Linked DNA regions of Mus musculus: region 2 is linked to region 1. Evidence: chromatin contacts called from public Hi-C data. All regions are on one chromosome and are shown on one strand. The core of a region is the stretch at or near the end of the contact, and the rest is flanking DNA. Distances in the headings are between cores, read along the strand shown. Region 1 overlaps Gm19277 (predicted gene, 19277). Region 2 has its middle 4.7 kb from the start of Gm34337.

Region 1 (4,462 bases), core at 452-2,951:
TTATGTCAGATTAAAAAAAAATATATTCAATATTCCAAGAGTGTGTGTGTGGTGTGTGTGTGTGTGTGTGGTATGTGTGTGTACGTATGTGTGTAGTGTGGTGTGTGTATGTGTGGTGTGTGTGTAATGGTGAGTGTGTATACTTATGTGTGTAATGTGGTGTATGTGTAGTGTAGTGTGGTGTGTGTATGTGTGTGCATGTGTGAGAGAGGACAACTTCCGAGAGTTGGTTCTTGTTTCCACTGTAGGTTCCAGGGGTTGCACTCGGGTAGACCCTTTCACCCCTGCACCAGCCCCTAGCTCTCCTGCCAGTTTTTGCTGAGTGCCTGCCTTTCTATAGGGACTCTGCTAATGCTCACCTGTGAGCCTTCTATTCTGTGGGAGGTGGCTTTGGGATCAGAATTGGATCCAATGCCTGACTTCACCTTCACCTGGCCCTGAGGACTTTGGAAAGCTAGTTCAACTTTCTAAGACTCTGGTCTTCCTCTGGGACAAGGAATGTGTGCTAAAGGACAGTGAAGATTTTAATAAGATAATAGCACTGGACCAGCATGGTACAGGGCTCCATAGCTGCAAGCCCACTGCCCCTTCCCTATGGGATTAAACTCGGACCCACACAACTCTCCCCTGGAGAGGATGAGGCTGGAGATGGGGCCTGCAGACTGCCCATCTAAACAGATGACTCTGGCTACTAAGACTTGCTGGTCGTGAACTTGAGTTGAGACTGAACATTGGACCAGTTAGTGGGCCACTCTGGACCTCATCCCAGAGAAGCCAGCCAAGGACACTGAGTGATCTTAAATAAGAGATTTAGTGGTGACTGTCTGGCTTCTATTCTTGTTCTCAGTGTTTGGCAGATCCAAACACTGAGAGTCCTGCCCGAGATTCTGTCTGGACATCTTGTCAACAGAGCTATACTGTGAAACTAAGTCCTAGGTGGGAACTAATTCAGAAACTAGTCTGGTATGGAGGAGATAGCCCTAGCTGCGATTTTCTTTCTTCAATAAGAAATTCTCTGGAGCGTTCTGGCCCCCAAATCGTGGCTAGAGGAGTTGGGAGTGTCTCTGACACCATGGAAAAGAGAGTTTGGGGCATTTTCTAGAATGACTGCCCCATGTCATGGCCATACTAAATGCTGATCTCCTTCAAGTTGAGTTTCAAGCCCAGGACAAACAGCTGAGGAACCTATTTAACATATCAAATCAGACCTGCCCTCCAGGTTCTCCCAGCATCCCTTAGTCCTACCCTGTTCTCTACCCTGAACGCTCCAGCCCAGGGTCTGGGCTTCCCTTCCCCAGAGGCTCTTCCCTATATAATCCAGACATTTTGATTACCTGTCCCCTTTTGTACCTCCTGGCTGCTGCACCTGGTTCCCCTCTCTACCTTTCCCTCCCCTGGCCCCTCTCTTCAAATGGCCCAAGGTCATGACAGCTCTGGACTCTCCCAGACATGTCTGCCTCTAACTATGCTCTCCCTTTGTACCTACAATAAACTTTCTCCTCCACCCTACCTAAGAACGGTCATGTCCATTTTCTTTTTCTCATTCACCTCATTTAGAGAAGAGAACAAAGAGGGCAGCGCTACAGACACGGACTTGGAAAGACTGACGTTGACAGATCTGACAGAGGCCATGGGCTCCACGGTTTGCCAGCGTGTGCCTGAAGGTAATGGTTAGGGAAGAGCCCTAGACGTCTCTGGGGCGTGGGGAGCAATCCGAGACGAAGCCCCACTATGCGCATGAGCTGTCCACTCCCTGCTTGGCTCCCATCCTCCTACACCCTTTTTACATCTCATCATCTTCAACAGAACCCAGCCCCTCCCCATGCTCTGCCTGGAGCCAAGCTAACGACTGCTGCTCACGGGACAGTGTCTAGACCTATTGTTTCATCGCACTGACACGGAGAGTATCTGTTGCTCAGGTTATCAAAATGACCTTCCCTCTTGGCCTCCTCTGTTTGCAGAGACTGTGGCGCTAGTGGGAACAAGGTGGCCAGGGCTGAGTGGAGGTTTGAGAGGCAAGCCAGGGTCGCCACCTGCTGGTTGGATGTGGCAATGGCTGCCAGCAACAAGAGCTGGCTGTACACTGATTGTCTGGGTTTGTTAGGGGTCCTCCTGGTACCAGTGGAAGGGGGTAAATGGTTTTTATCTGTATATTTCCTCCACTTCTAGCAAGTAGCCTCCCATTTCTCTACAGTCATCCCTCTGACTCCCTAAGGGAGAGACTATTTTTGCTGGTTCTGGAACTTCAAACATGGAGAATCTCGTGTTGTATGTCTTTCATATCCAGTATGGTGTTTCTGCTCACAGTTTCTGTCTCTACCTTTTAGTGGAGTTTATCAACAATTTTATTTCTTGTGATATTAGGAATACAACACAGATGTGTACTTTGTTACCTGTTGGAAAACACTGGGGTGGACTGAGTGTGGGAATATAACAAGATCGACACATTGTGGCCATTTCTGTAACAGTCATTTTTTTTAAATTAAATTTACTCACTTTGCATCCTAACACCAGCCCCCCCCCCTCACTATCCCCTCATGGAGATCCTCTCCCATTCCTCCCTTCCCTTTTCCTTTGAGAAGGGGAGCCCCCCTCAACATAAAACCTCCTTAATAACCTCCTGTAACTGTCATTTTATGGACATACATTTTCATTCCTTTTCTGACCCCCAGGGTAAGCACACAACTGCTTTGAAAAGGTCCCTTTCCCAGTTGCATTTTGGCTGTTACTTCCTCATATTATCCATCCTCTGACCTTGTGCATTTCCAAGGGTTTTGGTATATTCAGTGTTCTCCAGCCATCAGAACTAAGTCTACAACATTCTCAGCACCTGGAGGAACTCTCTACCCTTTTGCTACCACTCCAGCCTGTCCCTAGCAAAAGTATAACCTGCTTCGTCTCGAAAGATCTATTCTGGACATGTCCTACATGAAAGAAAATGCAGTCCTACTGTGTGTGGCCTTTTGTGACAGGCTTCTTCTGCCCTTGGCATCTTTTCTAAACCATGCATGATCTGTGTGTTCTGTCGGCATCTCATTTCTTTCTATGGCTGAATGATCACTGTATAGAGATGACACATTTGTTGATCCATTCGACAGATGGGCATATAGTGTTTCTGTGGACATTCAAGTTCTCTGGAGTACTACTGAAGGGTAAGATTGCTGGGTCATGTGGTATCTCTGCCCCAGCTATTTCTGAACTCAGGGAGGCTGGTGTGTCCTACCCAAGTCTCCACCCACAGCCAGTGTGCAGCCCCTCCATCTACCAGAGCACTGCATCTGCAGGGAGGACTCCCAGAAGCTCAGGCAGCTCACCTGTTTCTCTCCCAGAGGCTGTAGTCCTGAGCTGTTGCCACACTGGAAATAGTTTTTAACTTATATGATCATTTTCTGTTGTGTATAGCAACAGAGTCTAGGATGGTCACCCGTCGAAGCTAGGAGCCTAAGACGCTGGCACTTTCAAAACTGTGGCATCTGAGAGCTGCATCACCTGAAGTTCCTGGAGATCCAAGTGCAGATGGCCGCTTCCACTAGCGGTTACCCACAGGGGCCAGGTCTCTTGTGTTTAATGCCCTCCCACGAGTCTTCTTATGGTTTAATGTGGAGAATGAATCTTAGGAATGCTGTGGGTACGGAGTCGTGCCTGCTTTCTTCCAGGACCAACTTCTATTCGTGTCTGATTGGCACCATCAGGCGCTTTTCCAGTCAGCCCCTTGCCCTCGCAAAACTAACTTGAGACTATCACATCAGGTTTTCTGCTGAGGACTTCTCTCACTTCTATGAATAAATCTACGGTGTTCTGGGACCGCAGAGGAGTGTGCTTGTGGGTGTGTAGCCTCAAGGGCCACTCCAAGGCAGCCCAGAGAGACATGGGATACTACAGGGATGTTGAGACGGGAACAGCGCCCCTCATTCAGCATCTCGTTGGTGTTTCCTGCTGAGTGTCAAAGATTTTAAACAACCACTGAGAATTCTGCATTCAGAGGCAATGTTCTTTTCTAAGAGATGTCTTCAGCAGGATGCAAAACACAGTATAGTAGGCTTGGCTTGCTCAGAGCCCGAATGTTTGAGATCTCTGAGTTCGGTCCCCTCAAACCTCTCTCCTGCCTACACCCCAACAATGTACCCTGCAAAGCCTCCTTACAATTTTATTTGCATAAGGAACCTAAGGAAAATAGGTAAATGGGTCCATAGGCTTTTCCACTTTGTAAATTTTGCTTAATCTTATTACATCCTTTCAACAATGTTTAACTTTAAAAGCCACAAAATCTCATGTTTATCCAATTAAAAAAGGAAAAAAAATCAAAATCTCACATGCAGCTATTATTTTCTCCCACCACAATATTTTTATTAATTATTTGGAAACTTCATACAATGTACCCTGATACACTCACCTCGCTTCCCATTCCTCCAGATCCACCCGCCCACCCTTGTGTCCCCCCCCTCAAATAGACAAGAAATAG
Region 2 (4,987 bases), core at 1,892-4,391, 170 kb before region 1:
TGCAGCCCCCTCTGCAGGCCTTAGGGAGGGCAGGGTGACTCACAGATGGCTTCTCACCCTCCCTCTGTCCTTTGATGTCCTGCTGTCTTACTGATGAGTAAACCATGTTTTTCACTACAAGACCTTTCTCAAACACAACTTATTTTTATACTGGGCCCGTTCCTTTCTAACCTTCTCATTCATCTACTTCCCAATGCCCATTTTTCATTTTTTGTTTTTTGGGTTTTTTTTTTTTGTTGTTGTTGTTGTTGTTTTTCGAGACAGGGTTTCTCTGTGTAGCCCTGGCTGTCCTGGAACTCACTTTGTAGACCAGGCTGGCTTCGAACTCAGAAATCCGCCTGCCTCTACCGCCCGAGTGCTGAGATTAAAGGCGTGCGCCACCATGCCTGGCAGCCAATGGCCAATTTTTATGTCACTCACTCTTCTTTGCTGGCCTTGCTCCCACCATCTGGTCAATCATGAATTCTAGTGAATTATTTTGCCCATAACAGTATCTTCTTTCTCCTTCCCACCCACCTCCAGTGCCTATGCACACTGGTTCAGTGCTCACCACTGAACTGGCTCCAGCCTATGTCCACGCCATTCCTAAACATTCAAAGGGGAAATCTGCCTCCAGGAAGTGACATCACACACCTAACCAGAGAAGGTAAAGAAACATTTGATTGACAGAAGTCACCCGAACAGGCTGGCAGGACCCCTCAGAGCAAACAGAAGCACACAGTTCTGCAGTCACACACAAATGGTTTCCAGCCTGGCTCTGCCACTCATAGAGGGTAGGGTGGGGAGGGGTAGGGAGCCTGGGAAAGTCATATCTCTCAGCATCAATTAAGCAAAGAAAACAGTACCTAATGGGTCATTAGCAATACTGGTTGAAATTAGCCATTGTTACTATGCCTGGCATACAATACAGCAGATGCTATAGCCATTCTTATCTGTAAGAGATGTACCATGCCCCCCCCCAGCAAATGTTTGAGGCCACAATCAGTACCAACCCTCCATTCCATACTATCCTTCTATATGTGTGTGTCTATCTACATATATAATATACATGTACCTTTGATAAAGCTTATAATACGGTAAGGAATTACCAACAATAAAATTTTTTTAAAAAATCAAGTATGATGGCATGTGCCTGTAATACCAGTACTGAGGATGCGGAGGCAGGAGGATTGCCACAGTGTGAGTCCAGTGTATCTATGTAGTGAGTTCCACAATAACCAGAACTATGCAGCAAGGCCCTGCTTTGACAAAAAAAAAAAAAGAAAAAAAAAAAAAAAGAACAAATTACAACAATTTGCTATAATAAAATTATGTAATTATGAACTTTCTCACAAAATATGTTATTATACTATATCAATCTACATACAGTTGCTATGCTGTGAGATGATACAATGCCTATATCAGAAGACAGAGTGACAATGACTTAGGCATTAGCATGGTGCTGGACCATATCTACAGGCTACTCTAACAGGCATTGTGAAAGGGAAGGGGCTGCTAGGATAACAGAGAAGCCTTCTGAGGAACTAAGGGAAAGGTAACACATAGAGTGTGGATACATTGTATACCATACAGCACAGATACACTGTATACCATACAGCACAGATACACTGTATACCATACAGCACAGATACACTGTATACCATACAGCACAGATACACTGTATACCAGGATGATTCCCTTAGCAGGCTGCCCAGAGTTGAGTGGTAACAAGTCATCACGCTATTTGACATGTTGTGCAATTTAAAACTCAGTAATTGTTTGTTTCTGGAATTCTCCACTTAATACTTTCAGGCCCTTGACTTTGGGCCAATGAAACCTCAGAAGGCAACACTGAGCATCCCTGCTTGCTCTGCTCTAGTCAAATAGGTCCCCACCGAGCCTTCCCCACAGGGCAACAGGTGGGGGAGGAGGCTCTGAGCTGGAGCCAAACCAGTCTTGAGTTGTTCCTGGGACTCAGTTTCTCACTTGTCAAATGGTACTGACATCTGCTTTGCCTGCTACAAGGCTGTCGGGAGAAGAAATAAACTACTTCTTCCTCTTCTTCTTCTTCTTCTTCCTCTTCTTCTTCTTCTTCCTCTTCTTCTTCTTCTTCTTCTTCTTCTTCTTCTTCTTCTTCTTCTTCTTCTTCTTCTTCTTCTTCTGTTTTTCAAGACAGGGTTTCTCTCTATAGCCCTGGCTGTCCTGAAACTCACTTTGTAGACCAGGCTGGCCTCGAACTCAGAAATCCGCCTGCCTCTGCCTCCGGTGTGCTGGGATTAAAGGTGTGCGCCACCACCGTCCGGCAGAAATAAACTTCTTAAAAGGCTCCATGGATGAGGAGATTCACTCTTGGGGAAAGTTAATATACACCATCTCTTTCTCTTTCCCTACAATTTCCACGATAACCAGTGTGATTTCCTCTTTGTCTCCTTCTCCCTCCTCCCCTATCCTTCCTTATCTCTCTTTTCTCCATCCCTCCCTACTCCTTCTCCTTCTCTTCCCCCTCATCTTCCCCCTCCTCTTCCTCTCCTCTTTCCCCTCCTCTCCCTCCTCTCCCTCCTCCTCCTCTTCCTCCTCCTCCTCTTCCTCCTCCTCCTCTTCCTCCTCTTCCTCCTCTTCCTTCTCCTCCTCTTCCTCTTTCTTCTCCTCCTCTCCCTCCTCCTCTTCTCCTTCCTAAGACAGATTCTCATTATGCAGCCCAAGCAGTCTGGAACTTGGGGTCCCCTGCCTCTGGGATTACAGATATGCACCACCCTGTCTGTCTGTCCCAGCTTCTTACAACAAATATCCTGCCCACGTGGAACCTCCAAGCTGGGCTCGAGGAGCAAACTCTCCCTCAGAGGCTGCCTCACTCCTGCCATTCAGCCCATCCAAGTGGCTGAGCAGGGCCCCACCTTCAAGCACTGGCATCTTTGCCTGGAGCACTGCCCAATCCTGTGTCCCAGGCACATCCCTGACAGGCCCTGTCTGGCTTTAAGAGGTACAGATGGACAGTGGTCAGTGTCCCCCTCAGTGGGAGGGGGAGGGGCAGACACGTTCTGTGACGTGTTTGCCATGAGGCTAGTGTTTCATATGTTAGCCACTGTCATTACCACAGGTTTCCCCACCCCACTGCCACCAACTACATGGTCATCTCTGTCCTCTGCCACCTTAGGAGAGTGACATGACTCAGTGGCCTTGTCTAGACTCCCCCAAGGATGAACGCCAGCCCAGAATGACTATCCCCATCTTCGGGTGCTTTCCAACTTGGTTTTTCATTGTTTCTCTTTTCACACGCATAGCCAACACCACACAGACAGCACCCCAGATAAACAATGTTAAGTAATTGATGGGTTGCCCCTCCTCGTCCCCCCTTGAGACTTCTGGGAGAGATGTTTGTACATGACCCGGGATGAACGGAAGCAGACTGGATGGGGAGGGGATTGGAGTCCCCAGCTACTCCCCTAGAGCCAAGAGGCCTTTGCTCCACACTGGCGTCTCTTGTCTCTGCCTCCAAGCGACAGTGCACGCCTTGCCCTGCACCAGAGTGTCCTGTGTCTTTCCCCTGTGCCCCGACAAAGCCTGTGCCACGACAAAGCCTGTGCCACAGTGTAAATCGACACTGCCCCCCAGCCTCTCCAGGCAGCTCCTGCACCCAGTCTGACTTTATCATCTTGGGCATTACAACACCTTGTTTCTTTTATGGTCACAGCCACTCTAGTTTTGAATATTTTCTTATCTCTGTCATCTGTTTACTTTGCTCTGTTCAATGACATTTAGCCAAAACATTTTGCACTCTGCTGTCTTCAGGGAATACAGAGGTTGCAGAGACTCGGGGTGTCAACCTAGAAGGCATGACAGACCAAGGCAGGCAGGCAGAGGTGGTTGGCAGGTACCACACCTGGAGATCAGGAGCTGAGACACTTTTTTTTTCCCTGTGGCAGGGACACAAGGAGGCCACAAGAGCCCAGAGCAGCACCAGGCCTCCTCTTCTGTCTCAGAGGCTCAGAGTGGGTCCTTTCTAAGGAATGCTAGGTGTTTTCTACCTCGGAGGTAGCATCATTGTAAAGTGAACATGTTACAGGGAAAGGGGTCCCCCAAAGAAGGGAAAACCTGCTGGGGAGACCAAGCAGGGAAGACAGACAGAAGCATGACTGTCTGCAATGGAGAATTCCGAAATGTGCTGGAGGCAGCTCAAAATAAAAATAAAAATAAAAATAAACTACCAATCTGAAGAAAGCTACACACTGCCCGGAGCACAACAAGCAGCCATTGGAGGCCACAGAGTGCCACCTGGTGGCCATCAGGGGAAATGCTTTGTGTAGGTCTCTGGGTCCACGTCAAGTCCCAGACACTGGTTGGAAGTCTCTAGGGTCCATCGAGAAGTGGAGAGAGAGGGGGCGGGGAGGTGGAGGGGAGGGAGAAGGGGAGAGGAGGGGGAGGGGGAGAGGGAGAGGGAGAGGGAGTTCTGCCCCATAATTCTCTGTGGATTTTCTCCCTCTGCCAGCCCCCAGACCACCACCACACACACCCCTTTCTCTACTCCTAGCAGAGATTCACAGCCATCCGAAAGCCCAGCTCTCAGCTCCGGATTGTGCTGGCGGTAGTGCTCACAGAGAAAAGATTCTAGTTCGAGCTAACCACAAAAGTCTGGGCTAGGAATGTCTCCCTGCTCCTTCTCAAAGTCGGCTTCTCTTCTGTGGTATCCCGTTTGTTTTTGCGCCGACTTCTGTTTTTCATGCAGCCCCTAAGAAGGGCTTTCTCATTCCTTGGCAAACACGGCTAAGTGTCCCTGCCTCCTCATTCTTTAGGGTGGGATCTCTAAACCAGGCCAATTTTACCCTGGACAACCCTTGACAATGTCTGAAGAAGACCTTCTGGGCCGTCACACCTGGTGGAGGGAAGCCGCTGCTGACCCCTAGTGAGAAGAAGCAGGTGATTCAATGTCAAGGCCCACACACCAGCCGTGCCAAGGTCACCAGGGAGAATCCTAGCTGTCTCAGGAACCAGGACCCTTCTAGAAATCTGC

Evidence for each region. Hi-C and Micro-C count contacts between places; a contact is called where the count stands out from the background.
Region 2: a Hi-C map of the N1E-115 cell line shows a contact between it and region 1, with 6 times the contacts expected there. The contact joins two enhancer-like sites. A contact is called at or near these places in 4 of 39 promoter capture datasets (the 3T3-L1 cell line, embryonic stem cells, hippocampal neurons and 1 more), 1 of 15 datasets of contacts at CTCF or cohesin (embryonic stem cells) and 6 of 484 Hi-C or Micro-C datasets (the N1E-115 cell line, cerebellum, cortical neurons and 2 more).

The regions. Positions count from the first base shown.
Region 1 is chr15:85,149,095-85,153,556 of GRCm38.p6, reverse strand. It overlaps Gm19277 (predicted gene, 19277), which reads left to right. Exons shown (of 3, transcript NR_040360.1): 2 at 1,558-1,664; 3 at 3,403-4,303. Among named protein-coding and RNA genes, the nearest start is that of Gm19277, 4.8 kb to the left of the region's middle. Within about 2 kb of position 1,701, at least 22 of the 459 cell types and tissues checked have an H3K27ac peak or open chromatin away from gene starts, as enhancers often do. A contact at or near this core is called in the N1E-115 cell line, where this site is marked.
Region 2 is chr15:85,315,100-85,320,086 of GRCm38.p6, reverse strand. No RefSeq gene overlaps it. Among named protein-coding and RNA genes, the nearest start is that of Gm34337, 4.7 kb to the right of the region's middle. Within about 2 kb of position 3,141, at least 7 of the 459 cell types and tissues checked have an H3K27ac peak or open chromatin away from gene starts, as enhancers often do. A contact at or near this core is called in the N1E-115 cell line, where this site is marked.